Regions from separate parts of the Mus musculus genome. Here regions 2 and 3 are each linked to region 1. A link is a contact called in public HiChIP or PLAC-seq and promoter capture Hi-C data. All regions are on one chromosome and are shown on one strand. Each heading gives the region's core, a stretch centred on a gene start, on an enhancer-like site or on the middle of the called end of the contact. The rest is flanking DNA. Distances are from core to core; before and after follow the strand shown.

Region 1 (3,402 bases), core at 325-2,824:
GGGTTTTCCTCTTGGCCACCTGGCCTATATGTTAGAGTTAAGATTTCTTTCCCCTGAAAAACAGGTTTGAGGTTATATTAGTCTCCAGAAGCCCTTCTTTCATCAACGTCCTTACATCTATTGAATCCAATTCTTAAAATTATATATATATATATATATATATATATATATATATATAATTTTTAAAAAATCCTAGCACCTGTGAGTGTATAGAAGATCCAGCAGCCAAAGTCAATGCGTTCTACAGTACATATCCTACATAAGACATACACTGATTGCAATCAGGCAAAGTAGGAACGGATGTCGATGAGTACCTATGGTGCAGAGCGCTCAGGATCTCCGAGGTTCGCTCCAAGGGGCTTCTCAGCGGGAGGGGCAAACTCTCCGCGAGGCTGCATTGTATCCGTCATTCTGTCGCCCAGTATCTTCCCCTCTTCCAGCCACCAACTTTCAGAAAGGCTACCAAATCACGCTTGTAATCCTTTCAGAGTGGTCCACCTTTAGACTTAGAGGGAAATGGTCGCTGCATAGCGATGGGAGAGCCGAGCGCGCACCTAGCGCGGTGAAGCTGGCGACCGTGGGCTCAGGACCACTGCTCTCTGTGCTTGCTCCGGATGGCAGGCAGGCTGTGCAAGTGTCCCAGGACCTGGATGGCCTGATCAAAGATCTTGATGCTCTTCCTTCAGTGGCAAGCGCCCCGGTTCCCGAGAGCCCGGGTCCCTTTCTGCATTTCTCTTTATCTGTATCTCGCTGAAAGCTTGTCTCTCTCACAGCGCAATCCCTGCCTGCGGCCTCGGTCTACTCGAGGAGATAGAGCTAGCCCTTGGCTTTCCCGAGTGTCTTTGCTCTTTGCCCTTTGGATGGGTGGGAGTGGGGGTGGGTGGCATGGAGATGAGAGAAGACAGGGTGGGGAGAGACAGAAAGAAGGCAGGAAGGGGGCGACTAGATCTCAGATCCCAGCATTGGTCAGGTGGCGGGGTGGGGGGTGGGGGGTGGGGGTGAGGACACAGATACAACAGTATGGCTGTACACACCACATTGCACTTGGCGTTGGGAAATCTCAGGCAGAACACGAAGGCGATGTGATCCCGTTGGCGGGTTGTGAATCCCCTGACAGCCCACCATTGGAGCGCCTTCACTTCTTCAGCCAGAGGACAGGGAGCGGTGGGCAGAGGAGGGGGGCGAGCGTTCCAGGCCAAGGAGACGCTCCCGGCGGCGGCGACAGTGGCGGCGACCGCATCTTTTAAAGACTGACCTGCTTTAAAAGTACCGCTTTGATGGCCTAGGAAATAACTAAAATCAGATTACACGTTACTTACCGAACGTCTGCCTCTAAACTGGGAGCGCCAGGTCAGGGACTAGAAGGCAATACAGAAAACGCAGGGCTGGAACCCGAATGCAAAGCCACCAGCCGCCCCCAAATCGCGCACCGAGGGAGCGGCGCTCCGGAGCCCCCAGATCAGCCCATCGCTGGAGCCTCCGCCAGCTTGTCCCCCCGCACCCCCGGCCCCTCCTCCGCGCCAACTGTGTAAATCAGCCGCCGCAGTCCTCTCGCCGCGCATCGCAGGCAAATCCCTGCTTAGGAAGCAAGTGATTCTCTCTCTCTCTCTCTCTCTCTCTCTCTCTCTCTCTCTCTCTCTCTCTCTCTCTCTCTCTCTCTCTCTCTCCTCTCTCTCCTCTCTTCTCTCCTCTCTCTCTCCTCTCTCTCTCCTCTCTCCTCTTCTCTCTCTCTCTCTCTCTCTCTCTCTCTCTCTCTCTCTCTCTCTCTCTCTCTCTCTCTCTCCCTCCCTCCCTCCCTCCCACCCTCTCCGTTTTCTATTTATTGGTCACAATTTGCCAGCTCCACTAAGAGAGATCCTGTCAGGAAGTCAGCATTCTGTATCGGTGGATTGATTTCTAACTTTTGCAAATGAGAGATGGCTGTTTGGAAAATTACAGCTCAAACTAAAGGGGATGGGGTGGGGGGAGATGATCAAATTAAGAGCATGTGAACTGTATCGGGGGCAACATCACTGAATGCTTACCAGGAGCCATTCCAAGTGGTTTGTAGAAACCGCCAACATAGGTGACAAACTGAAAGTACTAACATTTCCTCATCTCTTTTTACTTGCTAACGTGGGGGTTTGAGGGGGGTGGTGATGAGACTGTAGCATGGTTGGAAGGGGGTGGAGATTTGAGGGAGAGGAGTCAGATACCAATTGGTGACAAATGAGATGAGGACATTAGGAAGATGCTTGCACTCATGAAAGTGCTCCATGATCCAGGGGACCACTGACTGCCTCCACTGCAGTCTTGTTAATGCAGTTGCTCAATGTTCCTCCATCCAATCTGCAGGGCAAACCAACGCAGTTCTTTTTAATAGATCCTGTTCATTAGCCAACTGTCTTGGAGAAAGGGTGGCATTCCCACGAACTCCCAAACATGAGAGATAGGGGGAGTTCCGTGGGAGACATCTCTGTGACTCTCACTATTCCTTTTAGATGTGAAAACATCGAATTGCCCAAGACAAGTGAAATTATGTATGTATTATCATTGTAAGCATAACACATCAACTGGACCATATTTTCAGAAGTTTTTCAAGGAACTCCAGCTTATCTCTTGAAAAGACACAGGGCTTTTAAATTGTTCATGACAATCTTTATGAGAGGGGCATGGAGATACGTTGCCCCTTCTTTTATGAGGTTTTGTTCATTTGTCTGCTGTATAGGCATATTTAATCACAGTCTAGGGCCCATATTATTATCATTATAAAGGAGAGAATAGAATTGGTCAGGCCCAGAAAGATGGCCCTGTTCAGTTTTATGTAACACATAGGCACACAAACATAGTTGATTCAGAATGGTAACCACTTTGGTATTCTGTGAAGTGGGGATTTAGAATGTCATACTTAAAATGTTTCAGTTTGTTCTTCAAAATACTCAGTGTCCTTTAAGATGATTAATAAAGTATCTCCAGTGACCCAGAACATGACCAAAGCACCATGACATCAAGCTTGTTCTTTTTAAATACAGCGTTTCAGTTTTATGGGGCAAAATTCAAACTTTTATCAATGTTTTCTAGGTCAATAATGCCTTCTTTGTGAGTCTTTGCTGTGTGAAAACTTGGGTGTGGAAGGGACATTTGTCATAGCAGTTCCCCTAATGAGGTTTCCCAATTTGGTTTCAAAGAAATTTATGCAAGAAATACTGCCAACAAACTATCCTTATTATTATTATTATTATCATTATTATTTTCAAGAGTCAGATGTAAGAGAAACCCAACTGCAGTAGTAGGCTGAGGAGTCAAGAGATGCTTCAAGCCTTGTTGAGTGGCTGCACAACTTAATTCCTGGGGTTGCCATATTCCACGTAGGCAAGTATGAAATCACACACATGCCTTTCGCTTCAGGGCTGGGGAAATATA
Region 2 (3,402 bases), core at 375-2,874, 1.8 Mb before region 1:
CTATTCTCTTCTGTGATATTCCTTTGGATACAATGCACAAAGAATACTTATCAAATTGTAGCACAATTAAGCTAATGATATTCTGGTTTTCTCTAAATAATTAACCTATCAAGAGATAGAGAAGAGAAAGAGGTAGACAGAGACATAGATACAAACACAATACACACACTCATATACTCACACACTTGCACATGCACATGCACACACACACACACACACACACACAGAAAGAGAGGGGGAGATTTAGGTATTTTGTATCTTTAGAGCATGACATAAATTTTGATATGTGTAAGACCCTTAAATGTTGGAGGTTTATATTTAGTAGATAAATTTGCAAAGGGGATTTTTTTAAACTAAGATAAAAGACAATCATGATTGCTCATGTATAGTTGTTGGGAAGTAGAGCAGTTAAACCATTTACATATTCAATGTTAGCTAGATACTTAAGAGATAATTTGACAGAAAGTTGTAAAATGAAGAGGTCACACCTGGAATTAGAATTTATTTTTTCCTGAGGAATTTATATTACTTTTCTTGATATGTTCAGTAATGTTGCATACATTAGAGAGTGAAAATGAAGGTTTGTCACTTCCTGACAAGAGCAAACTGTGGTTAATATTAGAGAAGGGCTCATTTTTAGACAGTTCTGACATTATTTGGTGTGTGTGTGTGATTTCTGTTATTAATGTCTGAATGCACCTATGACATAAGATAAAGTTACCTTTATTCTCCAGCTTCATAATTTTTTCTCCCTTGTGAGTCAAGAAAAAGTAAGCCGAGGACAGGAGGGAGAAGCACAATAGACTTGCTATGTTTTGAGTGAGTGCTGAAGGATCTTTGAATTGGTTACAGTAATGCTTTATGCTAGCTTTCATACAATTTATAACTGTGCATCAGTGGTTAGGTTCTGATTTTTAAGCTATGTCTTTGTTGTAATGTGATCATTTAAAGAAATAACATCAATAAGGTTAGATTCTTATATGTAAGAAAAGGACAGTTGTAGACACATTGAAGTCCTAATTGATTTTGCATCCAAGATTTTCAAAACTGGTCTCTTTATGATAAGCACACAGTCTTTGAGAGTTTAGTTTGTTCCACACTGTGGCTGACTGAGACTGAGTAACTTGTTAAGTTACAGTCATCTAGGAGACACTCACAGACAGGGGCTAGAGTTCTACTATTCCTTCAATATGTCCTTTGATGGGATCATTCTGGGGAATATTTAAGTAAGTAAAATATTGCATCAAAATAGATATGTGATAGTATTTAATTACTGAGGCAAAATTAAATTTTAAATTGCTAAGAACATAATATAATATTGTGCATTTTAAAAATATTTACTTTATTTTGAAATTTCTCAAGTTTTTCACAACTGTTCCTCATTTTTTCCTTCATTTTTTTTTTCCTGTCATTCTCACCATTGGCAAGATAAGACACTTGGAGTTAAACCCGTATCTCTCTGAGATAAAGAGATTTCTGGCACTAGCGCTCTGGATTATGTGTTAAGATAATGCAAGTCAGGCAGTTGTGATAGCAACATTTTATAATGTTTGCTTTCTCATAGCTCACTGTCATGCTGAGTCTTCTTTTCCAATGACTGGAGGATATTTCAGCAGTATGCAGACCTCCTACATAAATGCTAATTTTCTTAGCATCTGAAGAACAGAACATCTGCTTATAGTGATCCTTGAGTTGGCAAACAACAAGAAAACTTTTCCTTTTCTTTCTGTTCTGATAATATGATTGTAATGCCCTACTGCATATTGATGAGACTCGAGATTCATACTTGTTTGAATCTGAATGGTCAGATATAAAATGAAGCAGTATTGAGTTATAAAACAGAATCAACCATATTTGCCAAATACGTTCTTCCAAATGAAAACATATACATATGGTATAAAAGTAAAATGAAGGAGATATTTTAAAGGGAAGTTCGTGTTTGTAATCTTCTTTCCCTAGTAACATGAAAGCTAATGTAGTATTCATGGTCAAATTTAACTTCTGAGACCATCTGCTCTATCTGAAATGTCATGAAAATAAAAGCTGTTTTGAAATAAAAAAGAGAACAAAATCTTATTCCCAGCTGCAATAGAAGTTACTGTGTAATCATCTTTCATTATGGATGCTGTATGGGGGACAGAGGGTGATTAAAATGCAAACCGGATTCTGAATTTTTACATAAGCAAGGAATTTGGTTTTAGATTCCATTGGAATCCTATAAAATGATTTTCTCAGTCCTTTGGTGTTAGAGTAGATCATTCTAACAATCCATAGAATCCCTTGAGTCAGAATATATTCTTAAATTTGCAGAATACTAGTTATTAGGTGGTTTATGACTAAAATCAGTAAGGAATTTTCATGCTTCACCTTTGTTATATCTCTCTCTTCTCAGCTTATCGATGCTACAAAATTTGTGTGTGTGTGTGTGTGTGTGTTCTTACAAGGATATTATTCTCTTCCATCCCAATTTTAGCTTTATGACTGCCTTTAGTGGTGCTTTTTCTGGTACCCCAGAACATGGGTCTAAGCATGGGTCTAACATGTATTAAGCAGGAATGTGTTACAGACAAAATTTTGTACACTTTTGCCAAACTATTTAATAATATAGATAAATATGTATATCTCATGGATCTCAGATATAATCCAGACCAATCAATAAGGGTTGATTAAATGCAATGGTATGTGGCTCAGAGATAGTTTTTGCCCACCTTCAAGACTTGATTTTCACCTCTAGCACAGCAAATAGAGATGACTTATTTTCATACTTAATCTTGTTGTGATATTAATATGGACACATTCTCTTCTGTATAAAATATTAATTTTTTAATAGTCTATTCAATTTTCTGGCTTATATTCCTCTCAAATCAATTAGAAAAAAATATGTGTCTTTCATTTGTATTGCTTCATTTATTTTTCCTTTTCAATATGTCTCATGCTCGGGTTTGATGCTTTTCATTCCTTCACCAGTAAAAATTGCATTTATATCCTACCAAATGCTCTCAATGAACACAAGCAATGACAATTTCCTATATTATCTATCAATTTCAAATTAAAATGTACACTTTCACCTTTAGATAATTATAAGACATTGCATTACAGTGGCATAAAGCAAGCTGACCAAGTAGTTTAAAAGCTATATGGTTTTTAAATTTTTATAACTGTGGGTTTGCATGAGAATTTCATACACACATACAATGTCTTTGGATCAAATTTGCTCCCTAATTTCTCCCCTCCAATTCCTTTCCTAATGCTCCCAGGGTATTTCCTTCCCAAGTTCATATGCTTGCTTTGTAAATCCACTGAGTCCACTTAATGCAATTTATATCTGTTCATGGTTGTCGTACATCTATTAGAGTACCCGTAACCTCTCAGTGAACAAGTCTCTGTTATATTAACCCTCTC
Region 3 (3,402 bases), core at 258-2,757, 1.3 Mb before region 1:
GAAGAGTTTTTTCCATGTAATAACTAGCACCTTATGCTTGCCTGAAACAAGAAGGCATAGGGAAAATTGTTGCTGGCTTTCCCTTATTTGCTCCTTGCTGGTTCCTGCATCTAAGCTGCTGCTGCTAGTACTATGTCATGTCTGTACTGGCAGAAGAAACAAGATTCTTCATATTGAATACTGATGTCTTAGTCAGGATTTCTATTCCTGAACAAACATCATGACCAAGAAGTAGGTTGGAGAGAAAAGGGTTTAATTGGCTTACACTTCCATACTGCTGTTCACCACCAAGGAAGTCAGGACTGGAAATGAAGCAGGTCAGAAAGCAGGAGCTGATGCAGAGGCCATGGAGGGATGGATGTTCCTTACTGGCTTGCTTCCCTTGGCTTGCTCAGCCTGTTCTCTTATAGAACCAATAATACCAGCCCAGAGATGGTCCCATCCACAAGGGGTCTTTCCCCCTTGATCACTAATTGAGAAAATGCCATACAGCTGGATCTCATGGCGGCATCTCCTCAACTGAAGCTCCTTTCTCTGTGATAACTCCAGCTGTGTCAAGTTGACACAAAACTAGCCAGTACAACTGCCTTCTGTATTTCTAGTTTTCAGAGCCAAATTGAAGTTGCTGAGATATCTAGCCTCTTAGATATTAATCATACACAAATTTAAATATGTAGTAAACAGATTAACTAGATATATGAAAGTATGTAGTTCAATTATCCCTTTAAAATCAATAATAGTACATTGATCAGAAACAATATTTGGTGTCCATTATATTAGAATATAATTACTGCCTCTATGAGCTTTTACTTTTTAAATTTTCTACTAAACAACCCAGCCCACTGTCAACATATTCCAAATTTCTCTTCTCAGCATTTATTTTTCCAAGATCATCTGGGCCGACCTGCAATACACCCACCGACCATCTGACATGTTAAATTTTCTCTGTCTTTTCCTGAAGAAAACAACATGTGTAATTAAAAACAATGTGTCCTTTGCAAATTAGTATATTTTGACACATGATGCTTAGTTGGATTTGTGATGTGAAATGATATATTACTGATACCTTAGGATTTGAAAAGAACTGAAGATGAGCTGCTATAAAACCATTTAAAAATGCATAAAATATTGGAAAAAGAATGAGAATATAATGAATTGAAGAAAATATAAGGGATAAATTTGAAGTATTATTGGAAAATAATTGTGATACACTTTTAAAATGAAAATCTGTTCATTGATCATATTCATAAAAATGATATGTACATTTGAATGATGACCATATGAAGTTTATCATAGATACTCTCAGAAGAATAAGGTATCTTAAATTGTATAAAAGGTATAATTCAAGAATTACATGGAAAATTTTATAAATATGTGTAAAAGAAACATTTTTTCTAATACATAGATGTGATTAGAATTGTAGAACTAAAATCAATTAACATATTCTGTAGTACATCACCACAATAACACTGAAATAGAAATGCTACAACTTATTATAATATCATAAAATCCTCATCCATTTGGTCCATTGTTAGTAATGAAATTAATACCATTTGGTTCAATAACAGAGCTCTAGTACAATTTTGCAGTGAATACCAAATGCTGTATTCTTTTTTTCCACTTGTTTACTTACTTACTTATTTGTTTAAAATCCCAACTGAGGCTTCCCCTTTCCTTCCAGTATCTTCCTCACTAAGGTTGTCCCCTATTCCCTTATTCATTTTTCTGAGAATTGTGAGGTAAGCCCTGATTACCACCTAACTCTGGCACAACAAGTCACTGGGCACATCCTCTCCAACTGAAGTCAAACAAGGCAGCACAGTTAGGGGAACAAAGTCAACAGGTAGGCAATAGAGTCCAATTTTGAGGGGATCTGCATGAAGACAAAGCTGCACATCTGCTGCATACGTGCAGCAGAGCCTAAGTCCAACCCAGGTATGATTTTTTTGATGAGTGGTTAGTCTCTGGGAGCTCCCAGGGGTCCAGGTGTGTTGATTCTGTAAGTATTCATGTAGAGTGCCTCTTGCCTCTGGGTCTCTTAGATTTTTCCATAACTCTCCCACAAGATTCCTTGGGCTCCATCTAATGTTTAGCTGTGGGTCTCTGCATCTGTTTCTGTCAGCAGCTGTGTGAAGCCTCTCAGAGAACAGTTGTGCCAGGTTCCTCTCTGCAACCATAGCAGAGTATCATTGAGAGTTGCAGGGATTTGTTCTTGCCCATTGGATGGGTCTCAATTTGGGCTAGCCATTTCTTGGCCATCCCCTCGGTCTCTGCTCATTCTTTGTCCCTACACTTCCTATAGGCAGGGAAAATTTGGAGTAGAAGGTTCTGTGAGTGGTTTAATGTCCCACTCTCTCTACTGGAGGGCTTGCATGGCTATAGGAAGTGGCTACTTAAGTCTCCTTATCCTCTGCTGCAACCAGTTTCAGATAGAGTTAACTCATAGATTCCTGGGATCCTCTCCTATGCCAAGTCTCCAGCTTTTTCCAGAAATGCCACCCCAACAATTTCCCTTTTCTCTTCCAGCCCTCTCTCCTGACTCTTGCTACACTTGATCACCATCCTAACCCCTCCCAATCCCTTCCTCCTTGTTTGCTCCCTACAAACCTCTATTTTGCTTCTCTCTGTTATTTAGCTTCTTTGGGTCAGTGGATTGTAGCATGTTTAACCTGTACTTTTTGCTAATATCCACCTACAAGTGACTATATACCATGCATGTGTTTCTGAGCCTGAATTATTTCACTTAGGATAGTATTTTCTTGCCTGAAAATTGAATGATGTCTTTGTTTTTACAAGCAGAGTAGTATTCCATTTTGTAAATATACCACTTTTTTTTAAAAAATCTATTCATTGGTTGAGGGAAATGTAGGTTGTTTTTAGTTTCTGGGTATTACAAATAAAGCTGCTATGAACATCATGGAGCACATGTCCTTATGATATGGTGGTTCATCTTTTGAGTGTATGCTAAGGAGCAGTATAGCTACATCTTGAGGTAGAACTATTCCCAATTTTCTGGGAAAACACCAAGTTTATTTCCAGAGTGGTTGTACAAGTTTGCACTCCCATTGGAAATGGAAACAGTCTACATAGCCTTTCCAGCATACCCTGTCATTTGAGTTTTTGATCTTGGCAATTCCGATGGATCAAATCTCAGAGTTGTTTTGCTTTGCATTTCCCTGATGACTATGGATGTTGAACGTTTCTTTAAGTGTTTCTCAGCCATTGCACCAGAACTCTTAGGTCTAAGTGCAATGAAGTGCATTTGAGGCTGACAGAATTCAGCAGAGCAGGTTACTGTGTAACTACAACTTTGACAAGATACTTATTTCATAACTCTAAAACAGAGGGTGAATTTCATGATTCCTCATGGAAATAAAATATGTCAAAATTACAGATATTGAT

What was found. Promoter capture Hi-C pulls out the DNA fragments that hold promoters and counts their contacts. HiChIP or PLAC-seq counts read pairs in DNA pulled down with a chosen protein or histone mark.
Region 2: a contact with region 1 is called in an H3K27ac HiChIP or PLAC-seq map of SST interneurons, with 11 times the contacts expected there. The contact joins the enhancer-like site here to the promoter of Slitrk3 in region 1. A contact is called at or near these places in 9 of 39 promoter capture datasets (the 3T3-L1 cell line, 3T3-L1-derived adipocytes, the C10 cell line and 5 more) and 5 of 115 datasets of contacts at active chromatin or transcription factors (SST interneurons, astrocytes, embryonic forebrain and 2 more).
Region 3: a contact with region 1 is called in a promoter capture Hi-C map of hippocampal neurons, with 9 times the contacts expected there. The contact joins the enhancer-like site here to the promoter of Slitrk3 in region 1. A contact is called at or near these places in 9 of 39 promoter capture datasets (the 3T3-L1 cell line, 3T3-L1-derived adipocytes, cranial neural crest and 5 more), 1 of 15 datasets of contacts at CTCF or cohesin (pro-B cells), 3 of 115 datasets of contacts at active chromatin or transcription factors (astrocytes, embryonic forebrain and embryonic hindbrain) and 1 of 9 other capture datasets (embryonic stem cells).

Annotation. Positions count from the first base shown.
Region 1 is chr3:73,056,229-73,059,630 of GRCm38.p6, forward strand. Slitrk3 (SLIT and NTRK-like family, member 3) reads right to left here and starts at 1,575. Exons shown (of 2, transcript NM_001357851.1): 1 at 1,320-1,575.
Region 2 is chr3:71,218,982-71,222,383 of GRCm38.p6, forward strand. No RefSeq gene overlaps it. Among named protein-coding and RNA genes, the nearest start is that of Gm6634, 410 kb to the left of the region's middle. Within about 2 kb of position 1,625, at least 6 of the 459 cell types and tissues checked have an H3K27ac peak or open chromatin away from gene starts, as enhancers often do. A contact at or near this core is called in SST interneurons, where this site is marked.
Region 3 is chr3:71,728,139-71,731,540 of GRCm38.p6, forward strand. No RefSeq gene overlaps it. Among named protein-coding and RNA genes, the nearest start is that of Gm6634, 920 kb to the left of the region's middle. Within about 2 kb of position 1,508, at least 6 of the 459 cell types and tissues checked have an H3K27ac peak or open chromatin away from gene starts, as enhancers often do. A contact at or near this core is called in hippocampal neurons, where this site is marked.